Linked DNA regions of Mus musculus: region 1 is linked to region 2. A link is a contact called in public promoter capture Hi-C data. All regions are on one chromosome and are shown on one strand. The core of a region is the stretch at or near the end of the contact, and the rest is flanking DNA. Distances in the headings are between cores, read along the strand shown.

Region 1 (7,193 bases), core at 3,057-5,556, 1.7 Mb before region 2:
TTGTTAGAGTTGGAATTCTGTTAATGTGGCTATCTTCTTTAGGTTTGTTGGATTACTTTCTTGCTTTTTCTTGATTTTAGTTTCCCTCTTTGTATTTGAGTTTTCCCTTTATTATCCTTTGATGGGCTGGATTTGTGGAAAGATATTTTGTAAATTTTGTTTTGTCATGGAAAACCTTGTTTTCTCCACCTATGGTAATTGACAGTTTTGTTGAGTATAGTAGCCTGGGCTGGCATTTGTGTTCTCTTAGGGTCTGTATGACATCTGCCCAGGATCTTCTAGCTTTCATAGTCTCTGGGAAGAAGTCTGGTGTAATTCTGATAGGTCTGCATTTATATGTTACTTGACCTTTTTCTCTTACTGCTTTTAATATTATTTCTTGTTTTGTGTATTTGGTGTTTTGATTATTATGTGTCAGGAGGAATTTCTTTTCTGGTCCAGTCTATTTGGAGTTCTGTAGGCTTCTTGTATGTTCATGGGCATCTCTTCCTTTAATTTGGGAAAGTTTTCTTCTATAATTTTGTTGAAGATATTTACTGGCCCTTTAAGTTGGAAATCTTCCTTCTTGTCTATACCAATTATCCTTAGGTTTGGTCTTCTCATTGTGTCCTGGATTCCTGGATGTTTTGATTTAGGATCTTTTTGTGTTTTGCATTTTGTTTGATTGTTGTGTCAATGATTTCTATGGTATCTTCTGCATCTGAGATTCTCTTTTCGGTCTCTTGTATTCTGTTGGTTATGCTGGCATCTATGGTTCCTGACTTCTTTCCTAGGTTTTCTATTTCCAGAGTGGTTTTCCTTTGTGGTTTATTTATTATTTCTACTTCCATTTTTAGATCCTGGATGGTTTTATTCAATTCTTTCACCTGATTGGATGTGTTCTCCTGTATTTCTTTAAGGGAGTTATTATTTCCTTCTTATAGTTCTCCATAATCATCATAAGAAGTGACTTTAGATCCATATCTTGCTTTCTGGTGTGATGGTGTATCCAGGACTTGCTATGATGGTTGAGTTCAGTTCTGATTATGCCAAGTGACCTTGATTTCTGTTGCTTCTGTTCTTATGCTTTCCTCCTGCCATCTGATTATCTCAAGTGCTTGCTGCCCTCAATATATCTGATTGGAGCCTGTCCTTCCTGTAGTCCCAGTTGATTCAGAACTCCTCCAAGTCCAGCTTTCTCTCTGATCCAGTGATTCCAGGACCCTGTGAACCTGAGATTCTGGGTGTGTCAGAGTTCTTGGCAGTCAAGCTTCCTCTGAGACCCTGAGATACTGGTGTGACCAAGATCCTGGGATCCTAAGATCCTGGGCATGTTACAGAGCCTGGATGTGGTATCTCCTCTGGGGACTGTTGGGCTATCTGTTGTGCTCCAAACCAAGGTATACCAGTATCAACCAGAAGGAACTTGAGGTGTTGGTTGGGTGAGTTTCCTGTGTTCTGCTGGCACAGACCCATCACTATTGTTTTGGAACAGATGTGTCCCACTCACCAGTGATTCTAAGATCCTGGGCTTGTTAGGGTGCCTGGGAAGTGGAGAGTCCTCTGGGGACCGTGGGACTGCCCACTGAGTTCGGGCCTAAGGTCAAAATATTTTCTTAAAGTCTTTGAGAATCTCATGTAAGGTGTTTTCATCAAATTTATCCCTTTCCAACCTCCTCTCAGATCCCCATTTCCTTTTCATTCCTACTCATTTTTGTCCTCATATTTTATTATTTTTTTTAAAAAAATATCAAGTCCAATTTGTACTAGTAATGTAAACCTGGATATGAAGCCACACACTTCAGTATCATTAAGCTAAAACCTGCCATACTCTTAAAGAAAACCATCTCTTTCTCTCTACCAGCAGCTGTCAGTTGACAAAAACTCCTTAGCTACATGTGGGATATGATGTCCACCTTCTTTCTGTATGCAGAAATTTGACTGGCTTGGGTTTGTGAAGGTTTTGCACATTTCTTCATAATACCTGTAAGTTTGTAGTACAGCTGTACAGAGAAGATTGCTTTGTTGTAGTCATCCACTGCATCTGGCTCTTACACTTTCCTACAATGGTCCCTGGGACTAAGGACTCTGCATTCTTGTTGTCTTTGTATTCTCTCTTTATGTCTCCTCCATTTAAATCTCCATCCTTATCCCAGTCCCTGGCATCCATGGACTCTGAATAGTTTTGTGACCTCTGTGGCTGTGTCTAACGATTCAATGCTAGCATCAACAAATGAGAAAATGTTACATTTGTCTTTCTGTTCTTGTGTTACATCAGTCAGAATATTTTTCAGCTCCATCAACGTACTTGATTATTTAATAGTTTGTTTTTATGAACAACTGAATAACATGTCATCATATAAATATACTCATTTTCATTATCCATTCATCAGTTGGTGGGCATATATGCTGTTTTCTGTGCCTATAATGACTAGAACATCAATGAACACAAATGTGTAAGTATCTCTGTAGTAAGATTCAGAGTCATTTGAATATGTGCCCAAATAGAAACTATTTCTAGCAGACCTATTTCTAGCTTTTTGTGGAACCTCCATACTGAATCATGTAATGGCTTCACCAGTTTTATTTTTGCCCACATCAAATAAGTGTTTCCCACCCTATATTTGTTCAAACATTATTTCTTCATCTTCTTCTCCTCCTTTTCTTCCTTCTTCTCTAGTCTTTCTTTCTTTTTCTCTTTCTTTCTCTCTTTCTCTCTTTCTTTCTTTCTTTCTTTCTTTCTTTCTTTCTTTCTTTCCTTCTTTCTTCCTTCCTTTCTTTCTTTTTCTTTTTTCTTTTAGCCAACCTGATTGAAATTAGATTAAATCTCAACGGGGAATTTCTCAGGGCAGGGAATGCATCTCAATGGCAATGTAATTGTCTAGCATGCTCAAGGCCCTGGGTTCAAGCTTTGAAAGGTGTAAAATAGTAAGGGAGAGAGGGAATGAAAGAAAAAGTAAGTAATTAGAAACAAGACATTCAATTAAAACACATCTGAGAACCTAAAAATATTCAGTGCTAGGAGCTTAGTAAGATCCTGTGTTATCTTTAAAATACTTCCATAAACAGCCATATTTGTCAGTGTCAGTGCTGGGTGACACATAATAATGTTTAACCGGTGTTCCCTCAATGTGAGCCAATGCTATCAAGTTCATCTCCTGCTTATGCTACTTTGTACTATAAACCTGACAAAACCCAATGTCATGTAGGTCATAGGTCCTAGGCATGAATTGACTGCTGTACTTTAGCTGTATTAATTTGGCACCAAACTGCCTTGTAAAAATCTATATTTATACCCACAAAGGAAAGGTACTCTCAGTTAATGAGTAACAGTGGATACAGGCACTTTTAACTGCTCAAGTTCCTGAGAGTATAGGTCATTTGGGTGCTAAAATCTAAATGGGATCTTTATACTATTCCATCTAAAGCTAAGAGACTATTATTAAATGGACAGAAAATCTTAATAGAGTTGGAAGACTGCATGAGAATTTCAAAATGCTATGTTCTGAACATGTATTGTCCATAGTAATTATAAACTCATAGTATCTGTGTTTGCCTGGTGCACTGGGACTGCATAGGACTATACCTAACAATGCCCAGTCATGGATAGGAGAAGGGCTGAAGGGGCCTTATCTCTCCCTAATTAAATATTGCCTACTGATGGATGCTGGGAAATGAGAACATCATTACCTTCAGATGTGAGCTCATTGGTGGTCCCACTATGTTCTGTTGAATATTTACATACTTCTGTTCCCACAGGAAACTCTGATTAAACTCAGTGGGTAACAAACAAAATGGTACGCCATGAACATAGAAAAAGAAAAGAAAAACAAAACAAAATGAAAAACCCCCAAAACATAAAAAGAAAAGAGAATGTTGATGGGGTCAGAGAGAAAGAGAAGAGTGGCAGAGTGAGAGTAAGTCATAATGTAAAATTTATATATGAAGAACTGCCAAAGGAAATAATTTACTTAGTAAAAGACCATCCCCTGAATAACTTATACCAACTTCATGATCCTAAAATGTACAGAGCGTATGTAAAGAGATGAGTGCCCTGAAAAAATCAGCAGAAATGTCTGTTTACCAGGCAGGTTATGGTCACTGGGTAAAATGCTGACTGGAAAACAGCAGGTCAAAGACTGGGGTCTGAGTATGAAAATCATAAACCTAGGAATCTCCCTGTCATCCAAAACAGTTCTTTATAAGTAAGCAATTTCCCTCAGTGTGGTCTATTCCCACCCGATATTGACGATTTCTAGAAATAAATAACCAGGCTGCTTCACCCAACAGTGGGTAATCCAAGCCACAGCAGGGCTTGTACTTGGAAGATCATCAAGGGGCAGGAAGGGGTGAGAATGTCCACTGTAACCCTGTCATAGAGAGCCTACTGTTCCCCATTTTCTTTTCTACAGAGGAGTGTGCAAGGATCCCAAATATGATTATGTTTTTGAGCTCCCTGGTGACCACCTTCTGGGAAGCACTCCATCTCAAGACTCTGGTACTGGCTGTTGTCACTTTCCTGTTCCTGATTAACATCCTCAGAAGCCGTCACCCCAAAAACTACCCACCAGGGCCATGGCGTCTGCCCTTTGTGGGCAACTTCTTTCAAATAGACACTAAGCAAACCCACTTGGTGCTTCAGCAGGTAAGATGGGGCTGAGAGTGTCTTGTCTGTATCATGACACTAATCCAAAATTGCAGGGTTGGTAATATTCCCAACAGCCCAGACAGGAGGACAGGGCTACAGGACTCTAAAGCTTGTTCTGTGCATCTGCTAAACTCACTACAACTTCTGTCTCCTCCAGTCAATAGACTCCATTATTTTTCCTTTTAAAATGTTGGCACCATGAAAGTAGTACCTGTTTTGTAAACCTGTTCCACTGCTCTGGAGTAGTAGAGTTTTTGTTTGTTTATCTAATCTTGTATATTTTATTTGGTCTATTGTTTCTTAAAGAACTTAGGTCAAAAGGACTCACTTTAAGTTTACATCTTTTTCTATGTTTATTTACTTACTTGAATGGGGGATGTGAGCTCTCCACAGAATAATTTTCATGTTCTCACAAAAACATATAGAACTTCACTATAAGTCCACTAACACACATGCCTGACATTATTATATTAGATCCTCAGACATTCACACACTTAACTCTGACTATTGAAATATTTTACAGTTTGTGAAGAAATATGGGAATGTATTTAGTCTGGAGTTGGGCCAATCACCAGTGGTGGTTGTATCAGGACTGCCTTTAATCAAAGAAATGTTTACCCACCTGGACCAAAATTTTGTGAATCGCTTTATGACACCGGTTAGAGAACGAATCACAGGTAAAAATGGTAAGTTTCTGTCGTGGATAGCCTTGGGGCTAATTATATTTGATGGTAATTCTATTCTCCTGTGAGTGGTTTCGAACAAAGAATGAGTCAGCACTCAGGTGATTTCCTGTAAACCTGCTTCCCACCTTAATTTGTAAAATAAAGGGGAGCTGATGATTGGGCAGATAAAAGGGAAAGTGGAGCAGAAGGTGGGGGAGAGAAGAAGGAGAAAATGGAAGAGGGAGAGGATACAGAGGAAGAGGAAGAGGAAGAGGAAGAGGAAGAAGAAGAAGAAGAAGAAGAAGAAGAAGAAGAAGAAGAAGAAGAAGAAGAAGAAGAAGAAGAAGAAGAAGAAGAAGAAGAAGAAGAAAGGCAGAGCAGAAGCACATGGCCTGGAGAAACTGCAAGTTCTAAGGGATCTCATAGAAGGAGAAGATGGTAGTGTAGCCATAGATCTGTCCAATCTAGGCACACAGCATGGATTTATATTAATTGTATTGTGTTTTCATTGCCCTGGCATAATTAGGTTGGAGAGATTTACTGCAACAAGTTTCTTGACCACAGTAATGTTCACTTTATATTTTTTATGGTGTATTACACTTACCTTGTCATCCACAACTGTATAAGAATTGGTAAGAAATTCCATTGTGAAACGTTATCATTTTAAAGGAAGCTGCCTGCATTTCCCGATGGAGAGCCATGTGTTGTTGGCTTCTATGAGGAATTGTAACTAGAAAGGTAATAAACAGGACCACAGAGTGCTGTCTGAAATGCCTTAAATTTGTAAAGTAAAATAGTTGTGTTTAAGGTGTTTTAGTTTAAAGTAGAGCTAGAGAGTCAGTATCAACAGTTTTGTTGTAAGGGTTTACAATGTTGTAAGGGTTTACAATGCTCAAAAATTAAGGTAGATGAAAGAAGAGGTTTTCAACCTCATGTTCAAGATTTCCAGTATTTCAAGATATGGTAAGGAGTGGGTGAGGGAACACCTTCTTAGAGGCAAAGGGGAGGGGAATTGGGTAGGGGGTTCATGGAGGAGAGACAGGGAAAGGGTATAACATTTGAAATGTAAACAAAATGATTAAGAAAAAAAGAAAGTAAACTAGCAAGTTTATATAACCTCTTTCAAGACTATTGTATACTTTTGCCTGCAATAGATGTCTCCTCATAAGCTAGTATTTCCATTTCTTGACGTCTTTTCTAAGTTGTATATATACTTATACTTATATAGATAATTACATGCATGCAAAGTAAGGCATGTGAGAGAACATGTGCATGTATTTTTCATTCTGAGTTTGGTCATCATCTTTAATTACATTTTCCAAAAGCATCAATTTTCCTGACAATCTCATTTTACTTTGCAACTAAAGAATATTCTAGTTTGTATATTTATTGCCTTCTCATCTCCATTAATCTGTTGACACTCCTCTGGGCTGCTTTGCTATCACAAGTACAATAACAATAAACATGGAAATTAATATATATCTATGGTAGGTAGGTATGGTGGTTTGAATGAGAATAGATTGCCTAGGCTCATATATTTGAATTCTTGGACTTCAGTTGGTTGAAAAGTTTGGGAAGGATTAAGAGATATTGCCTTGTTGGAGGAGTGGTGATCACTGGGGACTGGCATTGAGGGCTCTAAAGATATCTCTCTCTGCCTCAGGCTTATGTCTCAAGGTGTCAACTCTTAACCACTGCTCTAGCACTATGCCTGCTTGCCTAATGTCATGTTCCCTGCCATTATAGTCATAGACTCTAACACTCTAAAGATATGAGCTCTTAGTTCAATTCTTTTTTTATATATAAGTTTCTTTACTCTAACTGATTTATCACACCAATAAAGAAAGAATTAATACAGTAGTTATATGGTATTCTATGGGTATATTTCCAGGATTAAAATA
Region 2 (7,207 bases), core at 4,583-7,082:
CAGGATTATGGTATGACTAGAAACCAGATTGGCTGAGAAATTGAGGTAGGAATAGCTTAAGGAGAAGGAGACTTGGTGAACTGACTTTCATGGCTGTGCTCCCAAAGGGCTTGTGTCCATGTTCAAAAGAAAAAGAAATGTGCTTTATTTCTGGTAACTGTGGTTAAGATCAGCAAGTAGAGGTTCAAGACAAGGAGATCTCATTTACAGACAGAACTTCCTAGCAGTCAGAACTACCCTACTATAGAAAAATGGAAAAGGCTATGTCAAGGGAGTTCCAGACTAGGATGCTATGGTAGTTTGAATGAGAGTGTGACCCAAGAGTATTTGCTTAAGGACTGAAGCTAAAGTTAAAATCAAAAGAGTCTAATTCTATAGGTCAATGCTTCAGAATTCCAGAGCAGTTTTCACTCACACAGACTAATATAGACTCTACTGGATGTAATATAATTACTGGCGTAGGTCTCCCTTCTCGCTAGGGTTGTTGGCCACAGCCCATGAGAGGAAAGGAAGGAGAGTTGACTAACAGGCCCTGTGCGTGCAAACAGTAATAACGACACACTAGGACCAGCTTCAGGAAGACAGATGAACTTTACGTGGAGTGATTCGAGGGTTATATAGTTTGGGGTTAAGAGCATAGGAGTATCCAGGGTGGGTAAAGGTCATTGGCTGAAGGCTAAGGCACTGAGCTGCCTCACTGGCACTGGGGAAGGCACTTCAAGAATCTCAGGTGCTTGCTCTTCAGCTTCTTACCCAGAGAAGGAAACTGAACCTGTAATGTTCTGCAGGCAGATAGAGGTGTGTGGGGGCAGCGGGCAGTGTAGGATGGGGTGGGGGTGTTTAACTTCCCTAATAACGTCAGAGAAGGAGAAGCCCTGGTGACAAAGGGAGTCTGCCATTTTGCACAGAGTGGCAATGGTAGACTTCTACCTTAGCAGGGCAACAGACTGGGACATGACAGGCACTCAATAGAGCCTAGTTCTCTTCTACCCATCTTTAATCTAACTTTAACCTAAACACACCAGTGAGCTAGCACTCACCTTCCAGTGTTGGGCCCTGTGGTACCCTCACCCTCAGCTGGTTACAGTGGGGTAATAACTGTTCTCATGATGAAGTTCTTAGGGGTTCTTAGGAACAAAACATTTTCTTCAAAGGCTCCTCCTACATCTTATTTAACAGAGTTGGGCCAGAGTCTCATCCCTAAGCTTACCAATGGTAAAAGATCAAGCAATTGAATAAAGGAAGAAAAAGGAAAAGGGAAACTGGGGTAAAAAGGAAAAAGGACAAAAAAATGTAATGAATACTGCATAGGTGATAGCTGTGTCCCCTAGACCCATAGTTTTCTATAAACAAACCAAGGCTGAGAAGGGTTTAATTAATATGCCAGAGTCAAGGGTAGGAGTATGGCCATCACAGGAAGTGTGGCTAGCATAGGAAAAGTGGGTCACAGTTGGAGAATGAGGGGCAAGTGAGAGCAGGGTTAAGGACAAGGGTTCTAGCCTGTGTGGCGCTTTGAAGTCATTTTCAACAGGACTGACTACATTAACTTCCTAAAATTCTAGTTCCCAGAAATTAGGAAACTGTGAATATTAAAAATGTTTGTTTGTTTTGTTTTGAATTCTCCAGATGTTTTAATGCAGCACCAAGAGCAGAATCGCTGGTTTAGGAAGACAACAGTTGACAAGTGGAGATTCAATGCTGAAAGCACAGCGCTGTCAGGGAGACATGGTACCTGCCTCTTCTGTTTCCTCCCAAGTGACTGCTACTTCTTGAGGATAGCCAGGTTTTAGTTACTCATGTGACCCAGCACCTGACACCTGATCAGGCAGTTAATGATGGAATGAATGGGTCATTAATGATATACTCACAGAACACCATTTTTATACCACTCCTACAATGCAATCATGCTCCCATTTTACAGATGAGCAAATCAAAACCCTGATATTCTTTATGATCAACGAAAGAAATTGGGAGGCTAAGAAGTCAAACTAGAATTTAGAGAACAGTAGCCACCAAGAATAGGGTCCTGTGGCGGATTGCTTTTCTCCCTTTTCTCCAGGACCCCTTCTCTTTGTACCCCCAAAGCCTCAGATGTTACTGAGTCTGCCTTCCTGGCCTCTTTCATCCTCCTTGGAACCCTAGCCTGCTGGAAAAGAGGAAGAAAGGACTGGAGGTACTAACTAAGGCATATCTGGGGGTCAGGACCAGCCTGTGTCTGAGAATCTGCTGGAGTGGGAACTGACCACAGCCATCCGTACTGGGAGGCCCGGGAGCTGAACACAGCACCTCATTCATGGTGTGACCTTGAGTAAGCAACTCCTTACTTCTCGACTCCAGTGTCATCACGAAGGGTGTGTAGCAGAACATTTGGGTCACATACTCCAGTTCTGAGGTTCAGGTAGATACAGGGGGCTAAATGGGAACTAGTGAGCAGACCAGCATGTGCCTTGTTGAATAATGGTGTGAATTAAATGAGTTCTAGAAGCTGTTGCCATAAGGGCTGGTGGACTTGGCATTGTGAGGATTTTGGGGTTATTTTTTTAAGGATTGTTATTAAATCTATATTTTTTTAATGTGTGATCTTGTGGTTAATCTATCTGCCCAGTAATAACAATAGTAATCAACATGTGTGTGACAAAATAAATAACAACAAAAGCGTACGAAACCAGATTGAGCTTGGTCTCATTTGTGAGACCCCTGTACTAAACTGTCTAAAAGGCCCTTGCAGGACACAGGCCTTTAGCATTTCGGCAATAGCTGGAACTTTTATCCAGGAAGTAAAATCGAAATGGCACCATCCTTATACTCCTAGTACTTTGGTATGCACTTAATTCTGTGATCGCGGGAGAAACATCACCTTCCCAAAAGATCTGTCTGGTTTTAAACGCTAGGCTGACCCCTTCCTAGAGAAACAGTGACCTCTGGTGGAAAATGGCAGCAGAGCAACGCCGCTGTGCTGAGATAATTTAATGCTTAGGCAAACTGACTGTTTTCACTTGAAATAGATTTAATGAAGAATAATAAATAAAACCTAGACACATATGTACAGATGGTTTGATGTATGTTAGGCAAGAGTCAGGCTTTCATGTATACATTTGGGAGTAATTACTCTTAATCTAAAAAAAGAAGTTGAGGATTAGCGAAAGAACGAAAGCATTTGCTAGATTGACTGACAGCAATCTGGAATGGGCAGGCATGGAGAGAAAGCTAGGACTCGGGCAGTGTTCTGAGAATCAGAGACTTGAGTAATTTACTGAAGGTCTCAGTGATTGTTCCCATGCATGCTTTGATGAGTCCCCAACGACTCTCCAAGGCATGGACTATTAATTATCTCCATTTGACGAATAAGGAGCATGCAGAATAGGGACTCTGAGTGACAGAGTCCTTGGCCGTTAAAGGACTTCTGGCTGACTGTGCTGTCTTTTGCACAGTGTTGTGTAAGGTCTTCAGTCGTGTAACTAGAAATGGTGCCGCTGGGTTGCTCCCATGCACTCCAAGCCCTAACCCTGCAAATTACATGCATCTTGAACACCAGTGACTTTCACAGTGGTCATGAAAATCTTGAGTCACATCACAAAACAATGGGTCATCCTTCTTTATTTTTGAGGTCATAAGATAATTACATCTCTCCCTTCCTTTTCCTCCCTTCAAACTCTGCTGTGACCCCTCTGCTCTCCTTCAAACCCATGGCCTCCTTTCCTCTCACTAATTGTTATCACATGCATATATATGTAGACATATATACCTAAATGTAGCCTGTTCAGGCCATATAATGTTACTTGCATGTATGATTTCAGGGCTGACAATCTGGTACAGGAGAGTCAGTTGGTGTGCTCTTCCCTGGGGAAGATCATCTCCCTCTGAAATAGATCATTCTGGAGAAGCTGAAGATCCCATGGATTGGGTGAGAACTATTGTGCAGATTCGTGAGCTCGGCATTTTAATATGAGGTGTAGGATGGTAAATGAAAGTTCAGAAACCACGTCAGGAAGGATTTACTAAGACAGAACTGGGACCCATTACCAGGAGGGGAAAACTCAAGGAACATGCATTCAGTCCTTCCCTTGTGTGTTCATTGATGTTTACAGTGTTTGCTTATGTGCAGCCCTGTGTCAGGATTCCAGTGTTTACGTGTGTGGGGGCTTGTGTCCGGTGTGGAGGAGACAGCGATGCAGACATTACATGTGGTCTCATTAAACCTCATATAGAGAGGGTCAGAGAATAGCAGAAGTGTCTCATGGAGAATTATCTGTTCTCAGCAGGTTCATACAGAAGGACAGAACTCAAATGGACTGGAAGGGGTTGGCTGAACCGTGTGTGACACTGCGCTAGCACTGTCTGCTTAGAGACTAAAAGTCAGTGGGAAGCTTTCAGTGAGACTGAAAGTGGTGTTGGGTTGTGGTGGGACTTAACCCTCTTTCTACCCTTTGGGCCCAGAGTTCACTAGAAAGACTAACAATTGATATCGCCTCTCAGTTTTAGATAAGGACAGACAAAATTACAGCCATTGGTCTTTTGTTTTCTTTCTTGATCTTTTCTTTGTCTCTCAGTGATATTGTGGCCTTTTTTTTCCTTTTTTTTTTTTAATTTTCTTTTCTTTCTTTCTTTTTTTTTTTTTTTCTTCTTTTCTTTTTTTGAGACAGGGTTTCTCTGTGTAGCCCTGGCTGTCCTGGAACTCACTCTGTAGACCAGACTGGCCTTGAACTCAGAAATCCGCCTGCCTCTGCCTCCCAAGTGCTGGGATTAAAGGCGTGTGCCACCACGCCCGGCCTTTGTGGCCTTTTCTCTTCTGGTCACACAAGGTTCCTACAAACTTCGTCTTTTAACCATAAACTGTAAAGGACTGACATCAGAAATCTTGGGGGCAGGACACGAGCATTTTCTTTCCTATCACGTGTGGTGCTAGGGGTTGAGCCAGGGGCCTCATACGTGATGGGCGAGCATCCTGCCACTGACATGCATCCCCCCAGAATTTTTGTTCTTTACTTAAAAAAAAATTTGAACAGGGTGTTGCCAACTTGTCCAGACTGACCTTACACTCACCCTGTAAACCAAACAGCTTGAATGCACATGAAGCCCTGATAGGCATTGAACTTCTGATCCTTCTGATTCACTCAGGAGCTGGAACTACAGTCCTGCACTACCAGGCCTTGCTGGATCTTTCAAAGGTCCATCGTGAGACTTTCATTTCCATTGTAGATAACTGAAAAGCACAAAATAAGCTATAACAGCGTAGAAGGGCATCACCCAAATGACCATCACTGACATTATTTCCTACATTTGATTCCTCTGATTATAATTTATTTTATTTTTAAATACATATGATCAAGCCAAACCCTGCTATTTCATTTATGATTACTCAAAAGACATAGTTATATCAAGATCTTTATTACAACCATATTTAATCATATAGCTATTATATTATACTGAATAAATGCATCATACTTTATCTTTTCTCATATCTTGGACATTTCCAATATTTTGGTAGTATAAACAATGCTCAAATCTAAAACTTTCTATAAATATTTCAAATGTAAACAAATGTTGTGCACAAAGATGTTGGTTGTGACCTTTAATTTTCTACCTATCCCCTACCCCCAACATGCTCATGTCCTCTTGATCTTTATTGCACAATCCCAAGTCTCATGACGTGGCCTGAGCCATTCACTCTCTGGAATACTCATGAACTCCACTCATCTTTCTTAAAAGACGATCTTAAAAGCAAGCTCCATTGTTCTTTGCTTAGGACTGCTCCCTTCTCTGCTCTCTAAGACTTCTCGTCCTGGTCTCACCACCATTCTCTCTAATTGCTCTGTTAGATTGAGCAAAGCAAACATTTGGTTAATCATTTGGAAAATTGGTCATCACACTGCTGGCTGACTGGTATAATGGAGGTGGTCTAGTGTCAGAGCTAAAATCATTACTGAAGATAACACAGTTACTCATGCGTGTGTGTACAACCCGTCTACACGCTACCCTGTAAAGTCATTCTTTTTTTCTGTTTTTCTTTTTTTTTCTTTTTTTTTTTCTGGATGAATGTTCTTTGTTCTTGTAGGTTATAGCAAAGAAAGAACCCAGAGTCTAGGGCCCATTCTAATTCCACTCCCATATTCTACTAGATTTGGAGCAAAACTCTATGCTGGGCATCAAGTTGAGCTCTGAAAGTATACAACCAACCTAACAAGAAAGAGAGAGAGAGAGAGAGAGAGAGAGAGAGAGAGAGAGAGAGAGAGAGAGAGAGAGAGATTTGTATACAGAAGGCAAGCACACTAACAGAAAAGTGAAACAACCTGTATATGCATATGCCTATATGGCTACATAGGGTATTGGTTTAGGGAAATAAGGAATTAAACAAGACAAATGGTCCATATTGAAGAGACAGAAGAAACTGAGTGGAAGGGGAAGGGCAGAATTGAAATATGGAGGAGTATTTGAAGGTCAACAGATTGTCCCTGGGTGGAGCAGAGAGGAATGTATCAACCAGATAGCACAGAAAGGGACCTCCTTCAGGCATCAGAGTCATGCCATTGGGTGATATGAAGGTCAAAGTAAATAAGTCAAAAAATATGTGAAAACATGTAAAAAAAAAAGTTTAGGGTTATGGCCAAACTCACCTGCACCCAGCTAAAGGCAACTGCGCTACATCACAGCCCAGAATCACCAGTGCTTGTCTAAGGTCTCCCTGTAGCATGGACATTTGAAGTCCAGGAAACTACATCTTGCAAAATTTATATTCCCAGCATGCATTCATTTCCTAGAACTGCCATGACAAAATACCACAAGTTGTCCAATTAAGCAACAGGAATTTATTTTCCCACCGTCCTGGAGGCTAGAAGATGTAGATTAAAGGGTTAGCAGGGTGACTTCTTCTGACGCTTCTCTTCTCCTGTGCAAGAAGTCCTGCCTTCCATGCCATAGTCTAGAATGACACCGTATTTCTGGACTAAGGCCCACCTGACTCATTTCTTGCTACCTGTATTACCTTTTTAAAAGCCTTATTGGTGAATCCAGTCGCATTATGAGGTACCAGGGGATCAGGACTTCCCCATAGGGATTTCAGACGTATATTTCAACCTCTAACAATGAATTTCTGGATGACAGCCACACATTATTTCTATGATGTGTCACCTGACATAGAGGAGTCACTCAGTAAATAACCATTGAATCAGCCGTCGAGTCTCCAGATACTGTTAGGTATCCCTGTGTC

The links. Promoter capture Hi-C pulls out the DNA fragments that hold promoters and counts their contacts.
Region 1: a promoter capture Hi-C map of liver shows a contact between it and region 2, with 4 times the contacts expected there. The contact joins the promoter of Cyp2j5 here to the enhancer-like site in region 2. A contact is called at or near these places in 8 of 39 promoter capture datasets (the 3T3-L1 cell line, 3T3-L1-derived adipocytes, cranial neural crest and 4 more) and 3 of 484 Hi-C or Micro-C datasets (adipose-derived mesenchymal stem cells, embryonic stem cells and pro-B cells).

The regions. Positions count from the first base shown.
Region 1 is chr4:96,661,232-96,668,424 of GRCm38.p6, reverse strand. Cyp2j5 (cytochrome P450, family 2, subfamily j, polypeptide 5) reads left to right here and starts at 4,306. Exons shown (of 9, transcript NM_010007.4): 1 at 4,306-4,624; 2 at 5,151-5,313. The coding sequence starts at 4,415.
Region 2 is chr4:95,004,061-95,011,267 of GRCm38.p6, reverse strand. The region is part of intron 2 of Gm12694 (a long non-coding RNA gene); the gene reads right to left. Among named protein-coding and RNA genes, the nearest start is that of Gm12694, 29 kb to the right of the region's middle. Within about 2 kb of position 5,832, at least 11 of the 459 cell types and tissues checked have an H3K27ac peak or open chromatin away from gene starts, as enhancers often do. A contact at or near this core is called in liver, where this site is marked.